2 separate regions of the Hordeum vulgare genome follow, and region 1 is linked to region 2. The links are chromatin contacts, called in public Hi-C maps. All regions are on one chromosome and are shown on one strand. The core of a region is the stretch at or near the end of the contact, and the rest is flanking DNA. Distances in the headings are between cores, read along the strand shown.

Region 1 (6,560 bases), core at 1,173-3,672, 350 kb before region 2:
AACACGAACCTTGACAAACAAGAGAAGCGTCAGGGTCACCGTTGACCGCGTGGAGAAGCAGCTCTTTGAGATGAATTTTTCCATTCCTCTTAAAGAATTGGACAAAACAAGATCATAAAATTACCAGGACATCAAAAAGGCATGTACATGTTACACATTAGCACCTGCATTGTTAGAATACAGGTCCGTGACACATGAAAGAAAGGTTAAATAAATACTATTAAACTGAGGGATTGCATTCCTTCGACCAATATGCATGCTTCTTCTTCAGTTTGACTGTCAATGAAGAAAACTGCATGCACATATGGATTCAACATCATACCAAATCGAAGGAACCAAGTAATACTCTGCATCAAGTATTGCTATTCTGTGATGCCCTACTTCATATTTTTGCAACCACCTAGGCTTTGACGTCTCCGTGTTGTTCCACCAAGAACTGTTATACCATGATTGTCCAGTCACCCTTTTTGAACAGGGTGATCATAGGATCCCACTCAGGTGCGAGCTATGCGGTGTGACAGGGGCGGCGACCATGCTGTACTACCCCAGCGTTAACACGATGACATCGCAACAACCACGCTCCTTGCGAGAGCTTGCAAGTTGGAGAAGCGGTGTGAGAGTTGTGGCGCCCTAGGTCGAGCCCACAGACGACCCCAACGATATTTCATCGAGGTATCCTGGGGGCATGCTTGGACGGCTGCGCCGGCGCGTCCCCTCGCCCCCGTAGTTGCCGGAGAGAGAGATAGAGAGAGAGAGAGGACGCTCTCGAGGTAGGACATTGAAAGAGGAGATCTGTGTGGACGAAGAGGGGTTGGTTCAGGATTTGGGAGAGAAAGGCCTGGGGAGATCGGCATGTGGGGTGTGGGATGGAGAAGGTGGAGAACGTGTTTTTTTCCCTAGCTTTTGTTTGGTCTGGAATGTGTGATTTTTTTCAACAGAGGGATCATGCGAGGTGATTTTTTTCACGCGAAGGATCGTGCGAGGATGAGGATGGTTATGGTAGGTGGACAGGGGAAGATCGAACCATCACGACGAGAGCAGAGGCAAAATTAACAAATTTGACCTAGAAGCCAAAGGTTTTCACAAACTGAACTACGTTTGAAAATATTTCACCGAGCTGACCCTTTTGTGTGACGCCCGACACTTAGGCGTCACACTATACTTAGTGTGACGCCTAAGCCGTAGGCGCCACACCCGCGTGCATGCTGGCGTATGGCCTCACCGCAACCCCGGCAGTGTGACGCCTAAGCCACAGGCGTCACACTGCCACTTAAATCTGTGGCCATTCTCGTCACCGTCGACAGCGTGCACCGGGTGCTCGGCATCCCGAACCGCGGCCGTGACATCGTGTACGGGCTGGAATCGCCTCCGTGCTGGACAAGCACGACGTCGACAGTCCGCCCTCCATGGCGAGCTTGGAGAAGTCCATCAAGCTGATGAAGTCAGTGGACGAGCACTTCCTTCGAACTTTCATAGTGCTCGTGCTCTCGTGGTCAGCATTCGTTGTGGAGCAGCTCGAGAAGGGCGTTTCTTCCCTTAGCGAGAAGAACAGCACAGGGGACTGCCTTTTCTATCTCGTGGTCAGCATTCTGCACCATGATTCATGAGAGAAAACAATATGAATGATTGCTACAATTTGTTTTTATTTATCTGCAAAACTAAACTTAGTTCAACACATTTTATTCTATTTTGTAAAATACAGATTCTTTACCTAGACTCGCTCGATGTCCGTGACATGGAAATACCTGACAGCACGCCGGGAGTATGTGCGTGAGACAGGAAGCTGATGGATAAAGTCATCGAGATGGACATGAAGAACAATGGTTCTTTCAGAAAATGCTTTGTGAGTTCTTTTCCTAAATTTTTTCCTCTGTAATAGCAAATCTTTTTTGTAACTGTTATGATCATCCTCTGCATCTTTCTCATATGTTACATGCAATTGAAAAGGGAAGCACCTCGTCAGATCAATTCCAGGGGCGCATCGAGTTCAAGTGCGTCTGTCTCTGTCCTGCTTAGAGACGTCTCGGCAATAACCAGTACGCGGCGATAAATTTAAGTGGCAGTGTGACGCCTGCGGCTTAGGCGTCACACTGCCGGGAGATGCGGTGCGGTCGAACGCCAGCATGGACAGGGGTGTGACGCCTACGGCTTAGACGTCACACAGTATAGTGTGACGCCTAAGCGTCGGGCGTCACACAAAAGGGTCAGCTGAGCGAAAAAATTTCAGACGAAGTTCAGTTTGCGATTTTTTTGTGTTCAGGGGTCAAATTTGTCGATTTTGCCTCCAACTCTGTCTGCCCGTTCTGTGCGGCGTCATAGGACGGTTTGCGTCCTGAGCGTTGTCTTTCATCTAACCGTCGGTACCTCGATCGACGGCCGCTATATACGCGCAGCCTCGCTGGCCCATCGTGATCTTGTCAGACTAGGCGTGGTCGCACGCTCTGTTCGGGCCCGACCCAGCGCTGAAGCGAAAAGCTTCGATCCCACGCCACACGGGCCGCCGCCGCCGATTTGTCGCCGGCGGTATTGCCCGGCCACCTACCCCGAAGCGCACCGCCTCATCGCTGTCCCGCAGAGGTGGCCTCGCTTTCCTCCCAAAACCGTTGTCGCGGGAGCTTAAGCTGAGGCGGAAACCCTAGCCGCGTCGATGGCGGGGGAGCTGGGGCAGCAGACGGTGGAGCTGGGGTCCGTGGTGCGGCGGGCGGCGGAGGAGTCCTACCTGGCGCTGCGGGAGCTTGTTGAGAAGTCGCAGGCCGAGTCTGACTGGAAGGGCGCCTATGGTGGGCGGCAGCGGTCGGACTCCGAGAAGAAGATTGACCTGCTCAAATTCATCGCCCGCACCCGCCAGCGCATGCTCCGCCTCCATGTGCTCGCCAAGTGGTGTCAGCAGGTCGGTGTTGATTGTGATAAGGCCGTTTTCTGCTTGCCCTAGACAATAGTCTTATTGCCACATTAGTGTAGTGAAATGCGGTGAATTAAATAGGTAAACTTCTGAATTTAGGTGTCGTTTGGTTGGTATCCTCACATTGCTATCATAATAGTTGAGGCAAATTGGCACTTCATTTGGTCGGCTATTTCTCCTTGCTTTACTCGTCCAGCAATCTGAGTCTATTCTGTGAAAATAGGTTCGTTGGATTCAAGTTCAAATAGGAGCAAGTCCATTTACCCCTCCCCCTTAAACATCCATAGATATTCAGTTGGGAGATGACCTTTTAGATATGCATTACGTTATTGAAATGTGCTTCATTCTCAAATTTTATTTTTTTGGGGTTGGGGTTGTGTTTCTATTGGACAGCAAATCAAAATGTAACTGCTGGTATACATATTAAACGCTAGCCCCTAGTTTAGAATCTCCATGTAGTCAAGTTCAAATTCAGTCTTTGCTATGAAAGGGAGAAATAGAAATTACTTATAGACAATAGATTATAACTGAATAGTCAAAATAAAAGCTCATGTAGACTATTCCGAACAAACTTCTGTTTTTGCTGTGCCTTTGCACAATTGACTTTGAACATGAAATCATTAAGTTTGATTGAACAGCCCATACATTCCATCCAGAAATCATCTGCAGTTTTTTTATCAATATCATCCTAAACCAAAGTGGGGTTTTCATCATTCTACCTATTGGTTGGTACTAGACCATGAAATCCTTGTCTTGGAAACTTTGTGTTGCACTTCTTTTTTTCTTTACTTCCAATTTCTGTATTTAAGATGGTTACTTCTAATCTATGCAGGTTCCTTTGGTTCAGTACTGTCAGCAACTTGGATCGACCCTTTCTAGCCATGAAACATGCTTCACCCAAACAGCTGACTCACTGTTCTTCATGCATGAGGGGTTGCAGCAAGCACGAGCTCCTACATTTGATGTTCCTTCTGCTTTAGAGGTTATGCTTACAGGCAGTTATCAGAGGTTACCAAGATGTATAGAAGATATAGGGAGCCAAAATAAACTTTCTCCAGATGAAGAAAAGCATGCTTTGCAGAAGCTGGACACCAGTGTGCGCTACAAAGTACTTGTGACTCCAAGACCCAAAGAAGTATCTAACATTTCAGTAACTGACGGGATAGCTGTTTTTCGTGTGGATGGAGAATTTAAAGTTCTTCTTACATTAGGTTACCGTGGTAACCTAGATTTATGGAGGATACTGCACATGGAGTTGCTTGTTGGTGAGAAGAATGGCCCTATTAAGCTGGGAGAAATCAGGAGATTTGCTCTTGGTGATGATATAGAAAGAAGAATGGCAGTTTCTGAGAATCCCTTTTCTGTGCTGTATGCTATACTTCACGAGTTAAGCATTTCACTTGCTATGGACACTATCATTAGGCAGGCTAATGTTCTTCGACACGGAAGGTGGAAGGAAGCAATAAGTTCTGAACGTATCTCAGACAGCACCATAGGTCAAACTGGAAATGCTGCTGTAATGCAGCTTGGTCAAGACGGGGAGTTTGATTCAAGTGGTTTTAGGTTGCCTGTGTTGAAATTGAATTACTGGTTGGATGGAAAAAACAGTGGCCCAGCAGAATCTGATTTTTCCCCATTTATCAAAATTGAGGCAGGGCAAGACATGCAGATAAAATGCCAGCATAGCTCATTTATACTTGATCCTTTGACAGATAAAGAAGCTAGGCTTTCTCTTGATCTGTGCTGCATTGATGTTGAGAAACTCATTTTAAAAGCAATTGCTTGCAATAGGCACACACGTCTTCTCGACATTCAGAGACAATTGTGCAAAAATGTGCAAATTTCCCAGTCACCCAAAGATGTCATCCTGAAGCGGGATGTTGGTGCAGCAAAGGCACCACATAAGGTAATGATACAAACCATTATGTTTATGTACCTTTGTGTTTTCTATGACACATGATGTACTATACTGAATGTTATTATGTTGTACCACCACCACAACAACAAACAACAATTTTTTTCAATGGCAAACAAGTTCAGGTAGGCTGAGTTGAAACCCATAAGATCTCAAAACCTAGTCATGGTTCTGCCATGTGGATAGTTAATTTCCACACACACCTGTCCGTAGTTAGTTCGTTGGTGATGTTCCAGTCCTTCAGGTCTCTCTCTTTATGGACTACTCCCTCAAAACCTGTGTTAGATGTACCCACGTGACCATTGAGATCTCCGATGAAGAGCTCCTCCCCAATAGGTACACTCCTAACCAAGTCTTCCAGGCCTTCCCAGAACTCATGATTTGGTGTTCTCATTGTGCCCTACTTGCGGGGCATACGCGCTGATAACATTGAGGAGTCCCCAGCAACCAGCTTGACTACGATAATCCCCCCCCCCCCCCGCCCGCGCGCCTCTTGACGTCTACCACTCCATACTTGAGACTCTTGTAGATCAAGATGTCCACCCCCACCCCATTTTTGTTTGCAGTTGCCCCGTGTACCACAGCTTGAAGCCGGTATCCTCCACCTCCTTCGCCTTCTGTCCCTTCCATTTGGTTTCTTGGAATAGGATATCAAGTATCAACACCTCTCCTCACCGCTGTATCAACTAACTCCCGTAACTTACCTGTCAGGGACCCTATGTTCCAGCTACGTAAGTGGATCCTACTTGGCTCGGCTAGCTTCCTTACTCTTCGCACTTGTCGAGTCAAATGCAGAAACCCTTGCTCACTTTTCACTACACCCAGGCGTCGATGTAGCACGCCACTAAGGATGCGACGACCTGATCCTTGCTCACTTATCACCATATCAGATCAAGATACCGCGTGCCACCGTGGGGTGATGGCCCAGCCCATGCCCATTTAAGACCACACCCGGGTTTCCTTGTACCATTTGTGAAAAATAGAGCTTCCCTAAACTTGGGTAGCATAATCCCATAATTAAACAATATTATCTAGATTGTTAGTTTTTCGTACCATCGGTGGAAATGCGTTATGGTTTCCATGTTGCTTGTTTGAAACTTTTAGACATGGTCATTTTTCATTGTTGTTGAAAGTCATACCCTTTTGGTTGCACTATGCGGTATGTGCCAATATGTTACCTTGTGGCTATTGTCTTGACTCTTCAGATCTTGAAGCTAAACATTCCTTTATTCCAAAGCTTCACTTACTATAAAAATATATTGGTTCTTTGCTGACATTTATAGTGCCTGATATGCTGATAAGTGCAGAAGACAGAGAAAGCAAGCTTTGCAGATTTTTGTGGAAATGAAGTGCTTCAAGTGCGGGCATATGGTCAAGCGTATATTGGTCTTGGAGTAAATATCAGGTTTGTCAGCACTACCCGTGTTGTTATGAATTAACTTATTGGATATAGACCTAGTGACTAGTGTTCAACTTCACCCTTTCTTGCTTAAAAAATAATCTTTTCACTTGTAATTCCATAACCCATTAGGTTCTTTGTTTGCCTCATTTTTTTAGCTTGTAGGATCACACTGTTGTACCTATAGTATTGCTGAGATCACATTGTTCATCTCTCATGGTTGTGGGCATCCATCACGAGGCCCACCACGAGGCACACAAAAACTATCAAGCCAGGCGCACGATAATTTTATTAAGATCAGCATTCGTTGTGTTTGCTTTCTTTAGAGTAAGACAGGGTTAGTT
Region 2 (6,620 bases), core at 2,617-5,116:
TAGTCAACTGAAGGAAGTCGCAGCAGAAGTTGCATAATCACAAAGTCACATTGTCCACCAACAGAGGCAGAAATACATCACGGTTCAAAACATCAACTTTGGCATAAAACACCACCATAGAACACACTCATAGTACTTAACGCGACAAAAACAAACACTAAAACGGCAAAGCTACTGCATAACCCCAGGAAGCCCCATGGCTGTGGCGTTCCAAGTTACTTGCTGAATAAATCAACTTCTGGGCTTCTCTGCTGATGAACAAAGCTTTCAATACTGTTAGTCATTTCCCAAAGCAGCAGTTAGTTCTGTGAGCAAAAGATTGCAGCAAAATTGGTTTTCTTACGTCTCCCCCTCCCCTTGGCTGACCTCCCCTTGTATCAATAGTATTGTTTCCTTGGGTTGTTCTGCAGGAAATAGCATAACTGATGAGACAAACGTATATAACAGATCATCCATTAAAGCGGGTCATGGCCGGGCAGCATACCAGTGGGTTTGGCCTATGGCGGTAGCCTAGCATCATTCGCTTCTTGTATTGCTCGTAGATGTCATCTTCAGATGACACCTCACCAGGTTGGATAGCACCAACACCAAGGTGATCCTGCTTCACATCTCCAGCCATAATGGGATCTGCACGGCCACTTCTCTCACTGCCAAGACCCTCACCTGCAGAATAAACTACATTTAGCACCTACAACTGAATTCAGTATAATATCACAAGACTAATTAATTAGGTCACTGAGGGAAACGTTCAACAGGGGGAAGGCTAGCGGGAATTCTATATACAACATGTTGACCTGAACTTAACAATTCACCAGCCAACCAAATAGATTATTACGGATATGGGGTTCATTGTGTCATTTGGATTTCTTACTGGTTAAAAGACAATCCAACAGGCCAAGTAAGATCAGAAAGACAAACAAGTTTTTACTAGAACTGGAACTTTGGTATTTACTATTCAATTCGAGGACTAACCTTCCCTCCAGCCCATCTTAGACAGAAGCTTGTGCCCAATATTGTCGGCCTGAATCTTAGCCTTCTCCGCAGCTTCTTTGGTAGCCTTTTGTGCTGCAGCATCGTTACAGCGTGCCATGAACTTCTCAAGTTCTTCTTGAGGAATGAAGTCCCCCATGTGGTGTCCCTTGTTAGGAGGACCTGGAAAGAAAGAAAAGATGAATAATTAATATCAAGTCTCTACAGCCTTCAAACACAGCGATTAACAATAAATGTGAAAATGTACCCTGAACAAGACATGGAGGTGGTGGCATTTCGTCTTTTGACTGCCTTGGTGGTCTCTTCCGTTCTTCCTGCGCAGCTTTCTTCATGTAGAATTCCATCAATGCTACTGGATCTGAGGGTGCAGACATGCTCTGACCACCTGCAATAATATGAGACAGCATCAACCAACTAAAATTTATAAAAACAGAAACAAGGACCAATCTGCTAGATAAAGACGTTTCATATTCTGGAGAAAACTATAATGTAGCATGATGACAGGATTAGGGTTCAGTTGCTCACACAAAATGCACATCATAATATATCTATTCAATGGATTAGGCCACACAATTACTACAGAGGATGCCAAAAAACTAAGAAGAAAAGTCAGATGACAATTAACTGGCGGAGCAGGGTTACGAACTCAAGAAAACATTGCGTAACATGCGTACCCAAGCTTGGAACAGTGTGGAAGCAATCAAACCAGAGTAGCAGACAAGTTTAAGAAACTTCATAATTAAAAAATGATCCAAAAAGACGCCACGAGTAACTTACCATGGCTAGATGAGCTTCCCTGGGAAGAACTACCTTCATATGCACCATATAAAGCAGAAGCAGGTGTCTGATAGTTAGATCTTTGTTCAAATGAGCTTCTTTGCGGACCAGTATGTGCTATGGAGCTTGCAGTGCTCGAATTAACTGCATTTTAGCAAGAACATATGCCATGAGAACTTGCATAGGTGATAATTGATACCAAAAGTAATGGTGTTGTGTGACACACGAACCAATTTTTGAAGCATGAGCATCCTTTGTCTGAGCATGAACCTTTTCCTCTTCAGCAAGCCGATTCTCATAATATTTGTAGTCTGAACAGTTCTTATCAAATAGAAACCTGCAAATAACCAGAGTTCAAGAATTTACCATTGCAACAGTTAATGATACAATTTTGATCTCCAAATTTAATGTAAGCATTTTTTTGCATTGATCAGCAATGCTATTGCCGTCATACTTGAATGGTGAATCTCCAGGATTCTTCTGCCGTGTGATATCCTCAAACTGCCTCCCATTTTTGGCAACGAAGCTTGCTAATTTGTCAGCAACCTGCCTCACTGTCATATCATTTGGTGGTGCTGAGGCTGCATGTCACTTAAGAACTCATTAATATCAAGTGCATGAACAAGGGAATGCAAATTACTGCAGCAGCAGTAACGCCACATTTCCAACCCTTTCAATCAACATCCTTCCCAGCCATGTCGATATAGTAATCTATAAGCTGCAGCCATAAGAAAAACCAAAACCTTCACAACTTTTGGCTGCAGTTGGAACATATTACAAATGCTGAGAACTGATGTCCATATTTGACAAGCTACTAATGTATGCGTGCCGGGGCAAAAGCAGAGTTTCACTGGTGTTGTGCAATGTCAATTCATTTTATCAGTTAAGTTGACAGGTATGCTTTAAATACTATGATGATTAAAATATCAGATAAGCAGTGTGTCTCTGCATTTATAGCAACTATCAGGTCAAGAGACAAGGAACAACTGTTTTTTGCACCAACATGTTTAGCTCAGAATAAGTTCATCACATATGAGGCAATCTTGATCAAAATTATCATCCAAGTCCCAGGGCACATGTGCATAGAAGATACAACATCTCTAATGTTAAAAAATATTTGTCAAAATTCAAAGCCCTTATAGCATATCTATTTGTAGACTACAGAGCTACTACCCAGGGTAAGGGCACATGATCTCAGAGAGTATTCATTAGAAAGAAATACAGTAATAGCAGCAAATGAAACAAAATGATTACCAACAACCCTAGCTGGGGCAGCAGCTGAGGGAGCATCAATGGACTTGTGCCGCTTCGCATGATCCCCCCTCTCCACACCGGCAACATCATCATCATCGTCCTCCTCAGCTCCAAACTTGACAGGCATAATAGGGATCTTGTTCTTCTTCAGGCTAAAGGCCAGCTTCCCGCCCGACAAGACCGAGCCGGCCTTCTTGACCTCGAGCGGCCTCTTGTTTGCCGCAATGACAAGAGGCGTCTTGGGGTTGACAGGCTTGGCCGGCGCAGAGGAGACAGCGCCAGCACCAGCGGCGGCGGTGGGGGCGACGGGCTTCTCCTTGTCCTGCATCTCCTGCTGCATCTGCTTGAATCTCTCCATGAAGGAGCCGTCGTTGGCGAAGAGGCCCTTATCCATGGCTACACAATCCTTTTAAGCTCCAATCAAGACACCGCCATGGTGGTCACACAAAAGCTAACAACAGGTCTACGGAACATATAATCCACCGAAACAATAAACCCTAGACGCACGCGATCATCCATATTTATTTACTTCCGGAAGGAGGGGGATCTAGCCTCCCCCTCAGAAAAGTTCCTCCAAAACTCCAACAAATTTAACTCTACAGGCAAGCAACGACCGACCCGATTTAGGCGAAACTTGGCGTGCAAAAAATGGGGTGAAATTCATCGATGGGGATGCCATGCCTCGAATCGCTGGATCGGATGGGGCGGGAGGGCGGATGGGGCGGGAGAGTTACCTGATCGAGGGGCACCGCACGGGTAAACCAAACCCTAGAAAGGAATTTGGTGCGATGGGTGGGGATGGGGTGGGGAATCGGGGAGGAGAGAGAGAATATGGCGATGGAATGATGCCGACTCGACTTCGCGTGGGAGAGCCAGAGACAGGCTGGGTTCCGGGACCGTGCCTCGGGCCTGCGTCGGCGCAGCCCAGGCCCAGTTTGTAGGCAGGCCCGAGGTCCAAAACGCTCCCTCGTCTAGATTCTAGAAACCCCTCAAAAAAATAATCTTGATTCTAGAAGCAAACCGAAACCGACCGGCATTCCCCCACTCGCTCTCGCGTCGCGTCTCTCGGCGGGCGTTTACTCTCTCCGGCGACCCCGACCTCCCGTCTCCGGCGACGGCTGCCGCCCCGCCTCCCTCTCAACCGGCTCGGCGGTGCTCTATAGCCTGCCATGGTGAGTTCCTTTCCCCCCCTCCCCCTTCCTTCAGCCTTGCGCACCACTCGCCGCCGAATTTGGTCGGGGCAACCGCTTGGCCCGTGGATCGGCTGAACTGGAAGTGAAGCCCCCTCTTGCACGCGAGGTAGTTGGGTTGTACATTGAGAAGTATTAGATTGGAGAAGCCGGTGCATTTCGGACTGTGAATCTTCCTTCCGGCGCTAGGTTTTCCATTATCACGCTGCCGGCCATCATATTTAAGGTGCATTGCAGTTTACAGCCATATAATTCAGTTTGGCGTAGCATATGTGCTGCCTCGGTAAATCTCAGGCTGCCAGTTGCTTGCGGGTCACTGTGTATGCTGGTGGGTGCAGTTGGGGTTTACAATGCCATGGGGCTGTGTTGGTGCTACATTCCCCACGAAAAATTCGGAATTGCACCGACCATTTGTCGTATCTATAAGCATCTGTATATACTGTAATGTGTAACTGTAGCTGATTATTTTCCATATCGTGCTTAGTCGAAGAAGAGGGGCCTTTCCTTGGAGGAGAAGCGGGAGCAAATGCTTCAAATATTTTACGAGAGTCAAGACTTCTATCTGGTAAGATCTTCGGTGGAGATTTTGTTATACTGTTCTACCTCAGTGTTGCAAGAGTAGCTGCTTGCAGTGACTACTTTTTGTTCGGAAGCAACATACTCATGGGTTCTTCTCTTTCTGTTGCCAATGTGGAAGTTTGTGCTTGAAGATGTACTGATAGGTCTTCTATGTAGTTTAATTATACTTTGGAATGTTGGTGATTGAGGCAAGCTAGTGATATGCCAGATGCCACGCTAATTTCTGCAGTTAATTCCCGTTTTCGCGCGCTGTATTGATTTTAAACTATCAAATTGTCACCTCCATCTTACATTGCTCTTCACCATTAGTACCTGAACCTACAACTGTATGTATATTAGTGCCACCAGTATGTATATACTATATACAACTGTATACCAATATTGTTGTGCTTTGATGAACTTCTGTTTTCAGTGTGCCGCTTTAGTGTTTTTTGCCTTACAAACAATCATTAATATGCACATAGTTATTGTTTCTCCGTGTAGACTGTTCAATATGTTTTGCTGTTCCATAAATCTCTCACTCTCTTTGCTCGTTCAGCTTAAAGAGCTTGAGAAGATGGGTCCTAAAAAAGGAGTGATCAGCCAGTCTGTTAAGGATGTTGTGCAAAGCCTGGTGGATGATGATCTTGTCCTGAGAGACAAAATAGGGACTTCTGTAAGTTCTTCTGCTTATATGTTTGTGTACCATGGATGGGAGGAGGATAATTGCCTTCACACATCCTGGTCATTTAGGGGCTGTTTGGTTTGGAGCCTTGAGCTGCCCTGCCAAAAAATCGGTCGTTGACCAGGCGTCAGGTGGCTGTTTGGATCGCCTCCAAAATATTGGTGCGCCAGCCCGCCCCAGTCCCATCCTGCTACTCTTGCGCCAAATCACTGGTGTCCGAATCCCTTGCCAATTTTTTGGCGTGCCAACAGCGCCCAGGATTTGGCAGGGCGAGCGTAGGAACGAACCAAACAGCCCCTTAGCCATTTTCATATATGGCATGCATTATTTTCATATATGGCGTGCATTAAGTTGATCTATCTTCAATTCACGAAAGGTTTATCGTATTCTTCAATGATTTGGTTAAGATAATACATTCTTCAGGATATTGTGCATCAGTTGAACATACTGTGACTTCGCATGCTGTGTGCATCACAAAGAGAGGGCATACCAATTGTTTGTTTAACTTACATTATCATCCATGTACCTCTAGTTTCTAGTTTCTAAACTTATTAGTTTCCTTGCAGGTGTACTTTTGGAGTCTTCCCAGTTGTGCCGGAAATCAGGTACTGCTGTGATAAATTGAACTCTGCTCTTCTTTCATTGCATAGTTATTATTAAACTTTGACCTTGCATGTATGGTTCAACTTTCACGACAACCGACAACACATGTTGATACCGAAATCCATTTCATGTAACTTCTTAAGAGCGACTTATAACAGTGCATCAGAGTAGACATATCTCAATAAATCAGCACTCTTTCTAGTGCACTTCCGTATCCTTGTTGACCTTAGATCTTAGATTAGAGATTTAGGCTAATCCTCTTCTTTGATTTTTTTTTTTAGCTGAGGACTACCTACAACAAGCTGGAGTCTGATCTTTCAAACTCTAAAAAACGTTACATGGAGCTTCTTGAGCAGAGAGACGACTTGAAAAGAGGCAGGGAAGACACTGTAAGTTGTTCTCCATTTCCCCTATTGAGCTCTGCAAGAAGGATGTAGATCAACTCATGTACATTCCTCTAGGATGAGAGAGAAGACGCTTTGGAGGAGCTGAAGGCTGTAGAGCTACGCCATAAGAAGTTAAAGGTTCATTTACATCCGTTAATCTCTTCATTAGTTCTTATC

What was found. A called contact is a pair of places that touch in the nucleus more often than the background predicts.
Region 1: a Hi-C map of seedling shows a contact between it and region 2, with 5 times the contacts expected there. The contact joins the promoter of LOC123398659 here to the promoter of LOC123452573 in region 2. A contact is called at or near these places in 3 of 6 Hi-C or Micro-C datasets (leaf and seedling).

Annotation. Positions count from the first base shown.
Region 1 is chr5H:374,422,162-374,428,721 of MorexV3_pseudomolecules_assembly, reverse strand. It overlaps LOC123398659 (mediator of RNA polymerase II transcription subunit 14-like), which reads left to right and starts at 2,422. Exons shown (of 8, transcript XM_045093111.1): 1 at 2,422-2,890; 2 at 3,735-4,808; 3 at 6,125-6,222. The coding sequence starts at 2,648.
Region 2 is chr5H:374,074,453-374,081,072 of MorexV3_pseudomolecules_assembly, reverse strand. It overlaps LOC123452573 (SURP and G-patch domain-containing protein 1-like protein), which reads right to left and starts at 3,866. Exons shown (of 9, transcript XM_045129248.1): 1 at 3,756-3,866; 2 at 3,022-3,427; 3 at 2,222-2,348; 4 at 1,998-2,104; 5 at 1,768-1,911; 6 at 1,238-1,375; 7 at 973-1,152; 8 at 485-663; 9 at 1-404. The coding sequence starts at 3,415. The coding sequence ends at 378. LOC123452575 (meiotic nuclear division protein 1 homolog) reads left to right here and starts at 4,027. Exons shown (of 10, transcript XM_045129252.1): 1 at 4,027-4,193; 2 at 4,696-4,776; 3 at 5,329-5,445; 4 at 6,021-6,059; 5 at 6,339-6,446; 6 at 6,519-6,581. The coding sequence starts at 4,191.